2 separate regions of the Hordeum vulgare genome follow, and region 1 is linked to region 2. The links are chromatin contacts, called in public Hi-C maps. All regions are on one chromosome and are shown on one strand. Each heading gives the region's core, a stretch centred on a gene start, on an enhancer-like site or on the middle of the called end of the contact. The rest is flanking DNA. Distances are from core to core; before and after follow the strand shown.

What was found. A called contact is a pair of places that touch in the nucleus more often than the background predicts.
Region 1: a Hi-C map of leaf shows a contact between it and region 2, with 5 times the contacts expected there. The contact joins the promoter of LOC123411763 here to the promoter of LOC123413648 in region 2. A contact is called at or near these places in 2 of 6 Hi-C or Micro-C datasets (leaf and seedling) and 1 of 1 datasets of contacts at active chromatin or transcription factors (embryo).

What each region holds. Positions count from the first base shown.
Region 1 is chr7H:595,196,437-595,202,970 of MorexV3_pseudomolecules_assembly, forward strand. It overlaps LOC123411763 (pentatricopeptide repeat-containing protein At1g71490-like), which reads left to right and starts at 3,199. Exons shown (of 2, transcript XM_045104729.1): 1 at 3,199-5,561; 2 at 5,720-6,257. The coding sequence starts at 3,214. The coding sequence ends at 5,292.
Region 2 is chr7H:595,001,390-595,007,515 of MorexV3_pseudomolecules_assembly, forward strand. It overlaps LOC123413648 (twinkle homolog protein, chloroplastic/mitochondrial-like), which reads right to left and starts at 4,518. Exons shown (of 22, transcript XM_045106586.1): 1 at 4,123-4,518; 2 at 3,564-3,691; 3 at 3,111-3,166; 4 at 2,943-3,000; 5 at 2,719-2,862; 6 at 2,484-2,567; 7 at 2,325-2,405; 8 at 2,180-2,245; 9 at 1,953-2,066; 10 at 1,754-1,801; 11 at 1,576-1,661; 12 at 1,405-1,465; 13 at 905-950; 14 at 768-829; 2 more. The coding sequence starts at 4,378.

The DNA.
Region 1 (6,534 bases), core at 1,949-4,448, 190 kb after region 2:
TGAGCAGCGAGACATATGTAGTGGAGGAGCAAAAAATGAAAGAGCAGATCAGGTGGATGGGGTGAATTTGGTGTGATTTTTGGTGGGATAGGACTATCGGGCAGATGCGTCCGAACGCCCTATATCCGCTCTAGATTTGAAATAGATATGAATGGTGATGGTTAGCCAGAGAGTTTGATGCATGTTTAAGGCGCCCATCTGAATCGCATTTTCGTGATCGGACAATCATAGGGTCGTTTGTCCGGACGTTTGAGGCAGGTTTCGGGCGCCCAGCTGTGGATGCTCTTACTGATTTCATCATCAGAGTTTGCACATATGTAATATACATCCATATGAACATGTATCCATATGAACATGTTAATATCTTTTTTGTATTATTTCAAACTTCAAAAAATACTCCCTCTATCAACTAATATAAGAGTGTTTAGATTAAGAGTGACCTAAATGCTCTTATAATAGTTGAAATCTAAATGCTCTTATATTATCTAATTTTTTTTTATAGGGTAATGCTATTTTCACGCATACTGGTTTTTGCAGCTTCGCTTCTGCTCTCGCGCCTAAAAAGAGCTTAGAAAAAATAGCCGCTACTAGGATTCAAACACACAACCTGTTGGTTGTGGCCATGGCACGCTATCAGCTGAGATGAGTAACTATTATGTTTCATGTGGAGATTAACTGGTACTTATACCTTAGAAAGTGACAACGAGAAAGGAAGACCATAGCGTCTTTGACGAGAGGATAAAACCATTTGCTCCAAGTTTTTTAAAGGACCGATGCAACATGTTTTGTACTCCACCTGTATATTTTTTGTAGTGATGAATATTTTTCTACAGAAATAAATGTTTTGCTCCTATAGAATTCGATCACCGGTCTTTTTCTCGTGTGTCATCCCTCGGTAAATTCTCTTTAACGAGCCCGATAATTATACGCACCATAAACATGATAGTTTATGTACAAATATCGTGGTAGCATTTTTTACCCTAAAACAAAACTAATGTAAACGTACCCTCGATATCTTTTTGTATGAATAACATGGTAACTCACACATCACATACGTGATAACTTATGCACCCATGTCCTCGTAAGTTTAGCGACCGGGGGCGCGGGTGGGGGGATTAATGAAATATACCCCGGTAACTTTTGTGTGTGAATATCATGATAACTCACGAATTACAGACTTGATAATTTATGTAACCCATTCATGGTAACTTTCACAATGAAAGGAGAGGGGAGTTTATGAACTTTTGTGTGAATAGCATGGTATCTCACACATCTCAAACCTAATAACTTATGTACCCCATCCTGGTAACTTTGGCAACGAGGGTGCGGGCAAAGTTGTCAGAATAGTGATTCTGAATCGGATCGGAGATCCGTTGCTAGGATCGTGAATCATAGAATCTTAACTATCAAGATCATAGAAACTTAGATTCTATGAGCAAAATCCTAGAATCGGAGCGGCTATTTTGGATCATAGGATCGTAAGTTTCTAAGACTTGAGTCACGATTCTGACAACTTTGGGTGTGGGGGTGCGGGGTAGTTGATTAAATATCTCCTCCGTAACTTTTGTCTAAATAGCATGGTAACTAACACATTGTAGACCTGATAATTTATGTACCCCAATCCTGGTAACTTTGGTGACGGGGATGGTTGATGAAATATCTCCGTAGGTTTTGTGTTAATAGCATGGTAACTCACACATTGTAGACCCAATAACTTATGTACCCCGATCCTGGTAACTTTGGCGACGGAGAGTGCAGGGGGAGTTGATGAATTATCTCCTCGGTAACTTTTGTATGAATAACATGGTAACTCGTAATTCGCAGAATTGATAACTTATGTATCTTGGTCCTGGTAACTTTGGCGACGGGGGTGGGGGTTGTGAGTTGATGAAATGTCCCCTCGTTAACTTTTATGTGAATAGCATGATCACTCACACATCGAGACCTGATAACTTATGTACCCCGGTCCAGGTAACATACCTCAGTTTTTTTTACTTCTATGCAAATAGCACGGTAATATATGCATCTTCGATCGGACCTGATAACTTAGGTGCAAAAACCATGATAATATACCCGGTTTCCGAAATATACCCCGATAACTTCTGCTTAAATAACATGTTAATATATGTATCGTAAACATGATAGTCAACGTATAAACACCGTGGTAACTTTTGACCGAGGGAAAAAAGTTGTTAAAAAATTACACCGATAACTTGCGTGCAGAAAGAGTGGTATTTTTACGCATCACATAGCTAATAACTTACCCTCAAACACGATGGTAAATTTTCACCAGGGGAAAAATTGTTGAAATATTGGCCGATAATTTCTATGTAAAGTTATCATGCTGCCCATGATAAACTTATCACACGCTTCTCACGCTCTATTTATCAGCCTTCTAACGATATAGTTTTCACCATTTTTTATCTTGTTTAATTTTTATCGGGGCGCTAATGTTGAAGTTATCAGGATGATCATGTCATAGTTATCACGTTGCTTATGCAAAAGTTATCAAGACTATTGTTTAGCTAATATGGTAGAAAGAAGAAGGGTTCAAATACCCCGATTTTGTATTATGGAAAGAGAAGAAAGATGGGTTTTTATTGAAAGGAATGCCTCATGACTCTCTTATTTAAATAGTAGAAATAGTTACATCAGCAATTACGAAGAAATATGGGTTAGTTGTTTAGTAAGTTTAGCACTTCATCTGTTCCTAAATATAAGCCTTTTAAGAGATTTCATTAGGTGACTACATACAAAGTAAAATGAGTAAATCTACACTGTAAAATATGTCTATATACATCCGTATGTAGTCTTGTAGTAGAATCTTCAGAAAGACTTATATTTAGGAACGGAGGGAGTAGCTTCTTAGGAGACATGAGTTTGATTCTTGTTATAAGCAGTTCATTTCTTTTTATCTCATGTCTAGACTAACTGATATGAAACCGGTTTAGTAAAAGAAATCAGTGAACCGAGATGAGAATAAAAATTGGTGGGAAGAAAATCAGGGAGAAAGAATCTTTTTTTATGTTAGTTGACAGAGGGAGGAAGTACTGTTTGATGAACTGAGTTGAGTTTAGACGGTGATGGGGGCACCAAGACATGTCACCGCATCGTCGACGGCCGTTGGATCTTGCAAGTAGCGGCGATGCTGAACCGTACCGGTAGTCCCCGCAACATCGAGAGCCAGCTAGGCAACGCGCTGCATCAGCTCCCATGTCCGCCGCGGCGGCGCACTCGCCATCGCCATGGCCGCCGCCACCTCCGCCGGCGCCGACTAGACCCGACTCCCTCACCTCCCTTCTCGGCTCCCTCTCCACCCCCTCCGCCGCCCGCCTCCTCCCCTCCCCCGTCCTCGCCTTCTCCCAGCTCCGCCGCCTCCTCCCCGCTTCCCACTTCCTCCTCCGCCCCATCATCTCCATCCTCCACCTCCACGGCTCCAACCCCCGTCTGGGCCTCCAGCTGCACGCGCTGTCCCTCTCCCTCGGCCTCTCCCGGGACCCGCTCCTCCTCCGCCGCCTCGTCTCCCTCTACTGCTCCCACCCCTCCCTGCTACCGGGCGCCTCCTCCCTCGCCGCCGGCTCCACCTGCCCCGTCCCCTACAACATCCTCATGTCCTCATGCCTCGGCCACGGCCTCCCGCGCCAGGCCCTCGCCGCCTACCAGCAAATGGTCAGCAGTGCCGCGGTCACTCCGGACGCCTTCACCTACCCTTCCGTCCTCCGCGCCTGCGCCGAGGCCCGGGACCTCGCGATGGGCCGGGCGGTGCACGTGCATGCCGCGGGCGCCGGGATGGACGGACACTTGTTCTTCCAGAACGCGCTGGTGTCCATGTACGCCAAGTGCGGGGACCTGGTTGCTGCACGGAGGGTGTTCGACGGAATGGGGCACAAGGATGTCGTGTCCTGGAACTCGATGATTTCAGCGTACGCCACCGCCGGGCAATTGGAAGAGGCGGTGGAGCTGTTTCAGAAGATGCGAGCCGAGGAGGCAGAGGTGAACTCGGTCACGTGGAACACGATCGCTGGGGTGTACATCAAGATACGCGACCATAAGGCAGCGGTTGGGCTGATCCGGGAGATGGTAAGGGGTGGAGCAGAGGTTGATTTCGTGACAGTGGTGATTGGGTTGAACGCGTGCTCGCGGGTTGGCTGGCTGAGGCTCGGGAAGGAGATCCATGGGTTGGCAGTACGCATGTGCTGTGACGGGGAACAGAGTGTAAGCAATGCGTTGATCACCATGTATGCCAGGTGCAAAGATATGGATTGCGCTCACAGGCTGTTTACAATGCTGGGGAGCCCTGGTGTGGTGACATGGAATACGATGATAGCTAGTTTTGCATTGTCAGATGGGGCAGAAGAGGCTTCCAGATTTCTTCGTGAAATGGTATCTAGTGGCGTACAGCCTAATTATGTCACGGTTGTCACCTATCTTGCCCTCTGCGCCCGTGTTGCAAATCTGCAACATGGGCGGGAGCTTCACACCCACATTGTTAAGCATGGGTTTAAAGGATATCGCTTGTTGTGGAACTCTCTTATTGACATGTACTCCAAGTCTGGCAGGCTCTCCGTAGCGCAAAATGTCTTTGATACCATGGAAGACCGTGATATGATATCCTACACTTCAATGATAGCAGGATATGGAATGCAAGGGAAAGGTTCAGTTGCTCTACGGCTTTTCAACCAGATGATTGATAGTGGGATCGAGCCAGACAACATTATCATGGTCACTGTCCTGTCTGCTTGCAGCCACTCTGGACTTGTGACTCAAGGAGAAGAGCTTTTTGACAAGATGACCAGTTCATATGGTATAAAACCACAGACAGAGCATTATACTTGCATGGTTGATCTATATGCACGTGCTGGCCAATTAGAAAAGGCAGAAGGAATGCTCAATCAGAGCTCTTTCATTCCAACATCCGCGATGTGGGCAGCATTAGTCGGGGCTTGTCATGACAGGGGTAACATCATAATTGGTGAAAGGGCAGCAAGGAGACTCTTGGAGATGAGGACAGAGAATGCTGGGCACTATGTTCTAATTGCCAACATGTATGCAGCTGCAGGTTGCTGGGATGAGCTAGCAGTAGTAAGGAAGCTGATGCGAGACTTAGGTGTCACCAAAGCACCCGGGTTGGCATGGGCTGATCTCGGTAATGGGTTTACCCCCTTTTTGGTTGGAGATAGGTCAAACCCTCTAGCACCAGAGATCTATGAAGTTTTAGATGAATTGTCGGAGCAAATGAAAAATATAAATAGGTGCAGTGATCTAGAAATGGTAGAGGGACTCGTAGAGTAAACCCGGCAGTGAAGGTCCTGATCTTTCGTGTAAAATAGAGTTCATTAATTAACTCTGTAATGATATTTAACAGTGAAGCATGGAGGTTATAGCATAAAGAAACATGGAAGCAACAGATATATTTATTGATAATCTTCTGGCGGAAGGTACTCCTCAATGTTTGCTGAACAAGACATGCTCATAACTGATACATCTTCTCTGCGTCTGCCTTTACAGAGCAGTGTAGCTCACCTGAGTGCTACTTCCTCTTGACAAGTGCTGCTTGTTAGGTAATGTTCTCGCAGCACTCTTGATTTTGCATCCATGGCCTCATTGTCAGATTGAATACTTTCAGGCAAGTTGGGCTGCTCCAACCTTCTATTCCCAGAAAAGAAGAGGCTTCATAAAGATGATAATGAATTTCGGTTTGGAATCTGTGCTTGTGTAGGTCATATTGATGTGATTCGGCTAAATTCTTGTCAAGCCTGCTGCAAGGGAAATTTAAGCTAGCAATTGGGGAAGACATAAATTAGCTGGTGCTTTAGCAAGAGCTGCTCCTCTTACAGCCCGTTTTGATATTTGCTGGTCCAAAGGCGAACTGTTGTGCCTACTGAAATCTGTGGTGGCGTCAGGGCAACATTAGCATGGATGACATGCTTCCTTCCGTGTGTATCCTATGCATAAGAAAAATCTCTCACATTCAGAAATAAATTATAGGTCTCCCTCTCTCTAGCAAGTCCAAGATGCTGGGAGTCCAAATACAATTTGATTTGGGCAAAGTGACGAGGCTGGCCCAAACTGAGAGCGCACGCACTGCGGTTGTGGCTTCTGGTGCAGGTGGAAGTATTTCTCTGAATCAGAGTGCTTCTGCAAAACCCTGGGCTCAGTTGGACACCTTTTGACTTCTTTCGGAGAATTCTCATACTTCCAACCAACATCTTTGAGGCGTTAATATCATTATATATGTGCCTTTTATCTTACTGTGATTCCAAGGCTTATTCTACCCATGCATTTGTTGTAGTCTACCTTGTGTTACGCAAACACACTGAACGGAAAAAAAAAACCCAACTCATTTGGTCACTTTGGTGGGAGACTCCATTGGTACAAGGATGCATGGAGACGTCCATATAATAGTCAAGAGGAATCATTATACAATAGTTCCACTACTTAGCTTCAAACAAACTACAATACAAATATTACAACCTAGAAGAACTAGCACAAGATAAGTCAACTAGAACGGAAGAGACATCGATCCTAGCACAA
Region 2 (6,126 bases), core at 3,268-5,767:
ACCTAAACACCAAAATCATCGTTATTTCGAGGTGTCGAATGAAATGAAAGGCTAGATAGCATTGATAGTAAACAATGGCTTGCCTTGTTTTCCATCGAGCATAGTACAAATTTCCACCCACACTTATTGTTTATATTACACAGTAATGCATCGATCCACTCACTTTTGCCGGAATTTGGTACTCCTGTTACTATGGTCAACTCCCCAGGAACAACCTGCAGGCAAATAAACAAAATCATATGAGAAATTGTGGGTAATGCATTGAAGTCTGCAACTATAGCTTCCAATGTGCTACAGTTCAGGCCATCTTTTTGGGCACGCTAGCCACTGATGCTGGAATATTATAATTGCTTTCAGCTAGATCAACAAGTCAGAAAACATTGGCTACATGCCACATGTCAACAGCTATTCCCAAAATTGGTTAAATAATCTGGTTTCATGCCACATATCAATAGCTATTGCAGTCAGAAAACGACATTCTATGTGCAAATAAAGAAAAGAAAGGGAACTCTTGGCAGGAAGAAAATCACCTAGTTGTTTTTAACAAGTATCAAGGAGCCATAATACATGACTACACAGTATGAAGTTCACTGAAATTGGTTAAATGATCTGATTTCATGGCATATGTCAACAGCCATTGCGGTCAAAAAACAAGCTTCTATGTGCAAAAGACAACAAAGGAACTCTTTAACTTGGCAAGGGATGAACCCAGCTCAAACCGATCAAAATAGGACGAAAAATAAATAAAAAACACAACTAATATATACCTTGTAGAGCGCATCCATACATGTCCAACCAGTAGGAATTCCAAGCTCATCCCCATGAATTCCTAGATAATAACTATCGATCTCAGGGAAGAAATCTTTGAAGTTGAATAGACCTCTTATAGGATACAGTTCTGCACCTTCTATAACTTCTTTCAATGCTTGTGGTCCTAAGAACATAAGTACCTGTAGTTGAAAAGGGAGTTACAAGGATCAACCACAGGATGTGTAAGAACACCCAAAGTTAAAAAACAAAGTTGTCTAGTTTCATAAAAAAGAGCTAAAGATAATAGGAACTGAACTCAAATGTGGTATATATTTCAGATGGTTCTTCAGAATGTAGATTAATTGCACACACAAAACCTTACATGCTTTAATTAAGAACAACAAGTAGATTACTTTCAGAAAGCATCATAATATGTTAATACTACAATCTAGGATGAGAAAGTTAACACATGACTCTCGATACCAGTTAGCATAAGCTTATCGCTAGAGAGTCACGTTAGGAGCAGGACAATTTTACACCTCTTAGACCCTGGTCGTACTTTAACATCAGAAACCTTTCAGCATGAAAAACAAGCAAAAGAATTATAGCAATATTATTTATTAGTCAAAGTTGCATATGCATGCCATAAAAAACCTCGTTAGCATCTTTGCAAAATTCTGTCTCATTCTTCTTTGGCCATTTGACCCTCCAACACCTGATTGCATCAAATTAAATGTGGCAAACGAGTTAAATGAGGACCTGCACAGCCATAGGTAATTGAAGTAATTGTGGAAGCTTGTGATTGCAACACAATGGCACACAAACCTTTCTTTACCAAGACGTCGAGCAAGTTCCTCAGCAAGAGCCTGCCCTGGAGGATCAGCATCTGTTGCCAGTATTATCCTAGATGCCTAATACCATATAGCGAAACATATTCAGTACACCAAAACTTCTAACTTAACAATAGAGTTTGCGAATAACTTGAAACGAGGAAAATGCGCACCGGGTCAAGATACTCTTTGCAGTTCCACAGATATGAATACTTTTTATCCTAGCTTTACAGGGAACGTAAGAAGATGTTAGATCACAGTTAAGGTTTCCAGTACAGATCAGCTCACATTAAAGGAGCTATACTACAAAATAACAGTGGCAAACATAAACTGTAGTGACAAAACTAGCAAGTATCAGAAAATAGTTCTAACATGATCTTTGTCCGGAAGTTTGTTTGATACTTTCGCTGGTGCACCATCTGGCACACTCACACAATTACGATAGCCAGCCTCCTCCATGGAAAGTTTATCAATTTCACCCTCAACCTACAATGTCAGAAAGGACAACAAGCTAGTAAATACTTCGTGAACTCAAGCTGAAATGGATTGGTAACAAAAAATAAATAAGAAAAATGTCGCATGGCTAATGTAGAACATACAATGATAATATCGCGTGCTTGCTTTATATCATCCAGACCATACAAAATTTTCTCTGTGTTTGCCTCCTGTTAAGAAGAAAAAATGAGTATGAACAACATTCATATATATTAAGCATGCAACCTAAAAAGGAACAGCAGAACAAACCTGTGAAAATTTCTTAGAGACTTCCCTGTATTTGCAGCCAACAAGGACTTTATCACGTCTATAGGTGAAAGCAATAACAATCTGCAAACGAAATACCATATGTGTGTATCCCAATGCATGTTTTTCCATAGCGAAAATGCATCAAAAGTACAGTCATACCTTGTTATTCCTTTTACGTTGCGATACGTTGTTCCTTCGAAGTGTTTTTGCCGATATCATTCTTTCTGAAAAGTATGTCACGAGCTGCAAGAGATAACCATCTTACAGAATACCCATGTACAAAAGTTTTTGCCAGCATACAACAAAGAATGCAAAAGAGAACTATGAAGATGGTTTCGGTATCATTTGAAGAATATACCAATCAAAAAAGTCTACTTGATAATACTTCCATTACCTCATCACAAAGAGGCTCGAGACGAAGGTCCTCTTCACAAAGTTTTCTGATAATCTTAACTGGCTGATTTGCTTTGACTTCCTGGTCACTTTCATTTTCATTTCCAGAGTCCTTTGCTTTGTACGCCTTCGAAACTCCATCAGGCTGCAGACGTAAGACAGAACAATAGTGGTATCAAGATGTTATATTAATTTCAGTTTTGTTTAAGTTGTTGGTAAACCCACCTGGGTATAGCCTTTCCATCCACAATTCGCTCTAAAACAAGTCCAGTTTCCATGTGTACTGAAGAAACAGCATAGAACAGAGATCAGATGACAGATAGCCTACAGTACATATACCTTAAGAAAAACTCCAACTAACAATCTGGAAGTGTGCTGTACATAAAAACTCACCCATCTTCCCGGATGAAGACACTGAGGCTTCGTTCCTCGGTTGAGCCCCCTTCACACTAGTTAACAGAAGGGAAAGCATACTTAATCATTTTGTGCTTGATAGATCAAAAATATAAAGTACAATGGATCAGCAAAATAACATATATTTATCTGTACTATTATATACAGATGAACGTGTTTGTAAGCTGGTCATCAAACTGATCACAATATACAGCTACTTCCAGAGCGCTCTTTTTGTGAAAGGCAGGCCCGTTAATACATACTTCCAATGTGTGTGATATGTGAAACAGAAATGAGCTAATTAAACTGATCAAAACAAACTGTAGCTGTGAATTCTTGATGTTCTCAATCCAGACAAAATAACCCTTTTAGCTTACTTGCTTACCCAACTACATACATCATGAAAAGAAGAGAAAATGGGAAGAGCAATTCTTAATATCAGAAAAGGCATACCTGTGGGCAAATCGTCCGTTGAAAAATGCCAAGCCTCCACTGGGTCATATCTATTCCTTCCTTTTTCATCTTCTCAACCACCTTCCCTAATCGTTCTTCACGAGCCCTTCTCTCCTCCGTGGAACTAACTGTTATCCCAGAATGACAGCACATCAGTACAAAACTAAAAACAATAAGGATCCTACATCCAGCTGTTACTAAGCATTAGCAAACCACTTTCAACGCCAGAAAACAGCAGCTATGCAAAAACGCAGGTGTCCGAGGTTATTCACAACCGAGAGTCCGACAGAGCTCAAGTTCCGTAAAACAGAGTAAAACGCTTTTTCTAGACACGGACCAAGATTTCTTTCGAGCGCGATCTCCGTTGATACCATGTATATATAAGAACGCAGGCTTGAGAGCTATCTAGCTTACATACAGGCCAAAAGAATAAGAAATGTAACGCGGTACTGAAATTTCAGTAAGCACTGAACCAGCAATGCTCGCTCGGCGCAAGAGCTCCCTGTTGCAGGCGGCGCGTGATGCCGAAAGAAGAAGGAGCCAACGAATCGAGCATTACCATTCCTGGCGCGCGGGGCGGCGGCGGGCACGGCCTCGGCGGGGGCGGTCCCGAAGCAGCAGGCGAGCTCGGCCCGCCGGGGGAGGCGGGTCCGGGAGGGGAAGGATTGGAGGAGGCGGACGCGGTGGCCCCCCGCGGCGGCGAAGGCGGCGGGGAAGCGGCGGCGCGCGGCGAGGAGGGGACCCGAGCCCCCTGCGCCCGCGGAGGTGGAGGCGGCCATGAGGAGGAGCGACTGGAGGGAGGGCCGCGGTGGCATGGCGAGGCGGAGTTGGGGGGAGGGGGCGCTAGGGTTTCGGGGCGCTGGGCATGGGCTGGGGGAATCGGTGGAGGTCTTGGGGAGGAAGGAAAGAGAGGCGATGAGAGGAGGAGCAGAGGATTTTTGGATTGGATAGGAATAGGAGGGGAAGGGAGGAGGGCGAGGGAGGGGTTTAGGGTTTTACGCGCCGGCCGCCCGGCCGCGTGTTCCCCGGACTTGTGCTTACACATGGGTCCCGCTGCCAGGGACTTGGGAAACTTTCCAAGTGGTTCAGGGCGTGTTTGGCAGCCATAGTGTTTGGTTGTGTGCATTGATTCGGTTCATGTAACTATAGAGCTAACACTTATACTTAACACACAGAGTTATATAGTGCCTCTTGACTGTGATAGACAGTGATTGCGGCCTCGCGTCCGACACGACGAGCAAGGAGTCTCGGGCGAGCGTTCCCGCCGGCGTCACGACGATCTAGTTGCTAGCATCGCTGCCGCACAGAAAGTTTGTGCGGAGGAGCGTTGAGGAAGAGGACGGAGGAGGAGAAGTACAACGTGTGTCGGACCATGGCGAGTGCGGTGGACCGTGGTCACGGCGCCGCCTGCGACATGATGAGCACGGAGTTTCGGACGAGCGTTCCTGCCGGCGCGCGCGGCGAACTAGTTGCTACTGTCGCCACCATAGAGAATTTCCGCGCGGAGAAGCGTTGAGACAGAGGACGGGGAGTAGAAATGCAGTGCGTGTCGGATCATGGCGACTGCGATGGACAGTGGTCGTCGCGCCACGTCCGACACGATGTGCACGAAATTCTGCGCGAGCGACCCCGTCGACGGCACATCGAACTAGTTGCTAGCCTCGTCGTTGTAGAGAAAGTCTGTACGGAGATAGTGGACAAGGGAAGAAAAATGGAGTGCTCGTGTCATGACAGCGTTGGTGCAGTAGGACGAGAAAGAGAATGCCAAGATGACCGACACCAGAAACGACTCCGATGTAGTAGGATGCGGGCATGGAGGTCAAGAGGAACGATGCCAGCGTCGAAAGGGGTGAATAGGAGGGGTCTGAGACAGAGGGTAGAGGAGAAAAAATACAGTGTGTGCGTAATTGCGGCGTCAGTGCAGTAGTATCATCGAAACAGAAAACTTGCAACATGAATGTCGTGTAAAACTACGTTATGAAGCTACCGGTGAAAGAAAAATTCAAACGGCCGAAACTTCGAATCGATCGCAAAAATGGAACTGTAACATCGATGTGCATCTTTTTCGTGTAGATCTTATCTCGAATCAAAGCACCGTTGTGTAGATTAGAAAGGAAAAGGAAAAAAGGAGATTGGTGAGGAGCTTAGTGAAGGTAGAAGAAGAAGCACGTACGTACAGAGCTCACATCCCTCCAGCCTCATGTCGTGCACGGGCTCACCCATGTGCTCTCGTTGTGGCTCAACTCATCCTGCCTCGTAAGAAACCGTCGATCTGGGCGTGCCCAGAGAGCCAGGCCCAAAGACACTTTAAGTTTTGTGTGATGCACGGCCAACAATAAATGCAGGTAACCAAACAATCCAGTTTCTTCCTACATGGGTGTGGTTGGGCCTAATGCAGGCAACCAAACACATCCTTGTGATTTTTTTCTTCTTCTTTGTTTGGAAACATAGTATAGTTATAGTACCTTTTGAAAAATAGAACATAGTACAGTACTCCTGCCGATTCAAAACAAGAGTTGCAGTTTTGAACTGGTCCAAATCAAAATTGCAACACTTATTATGG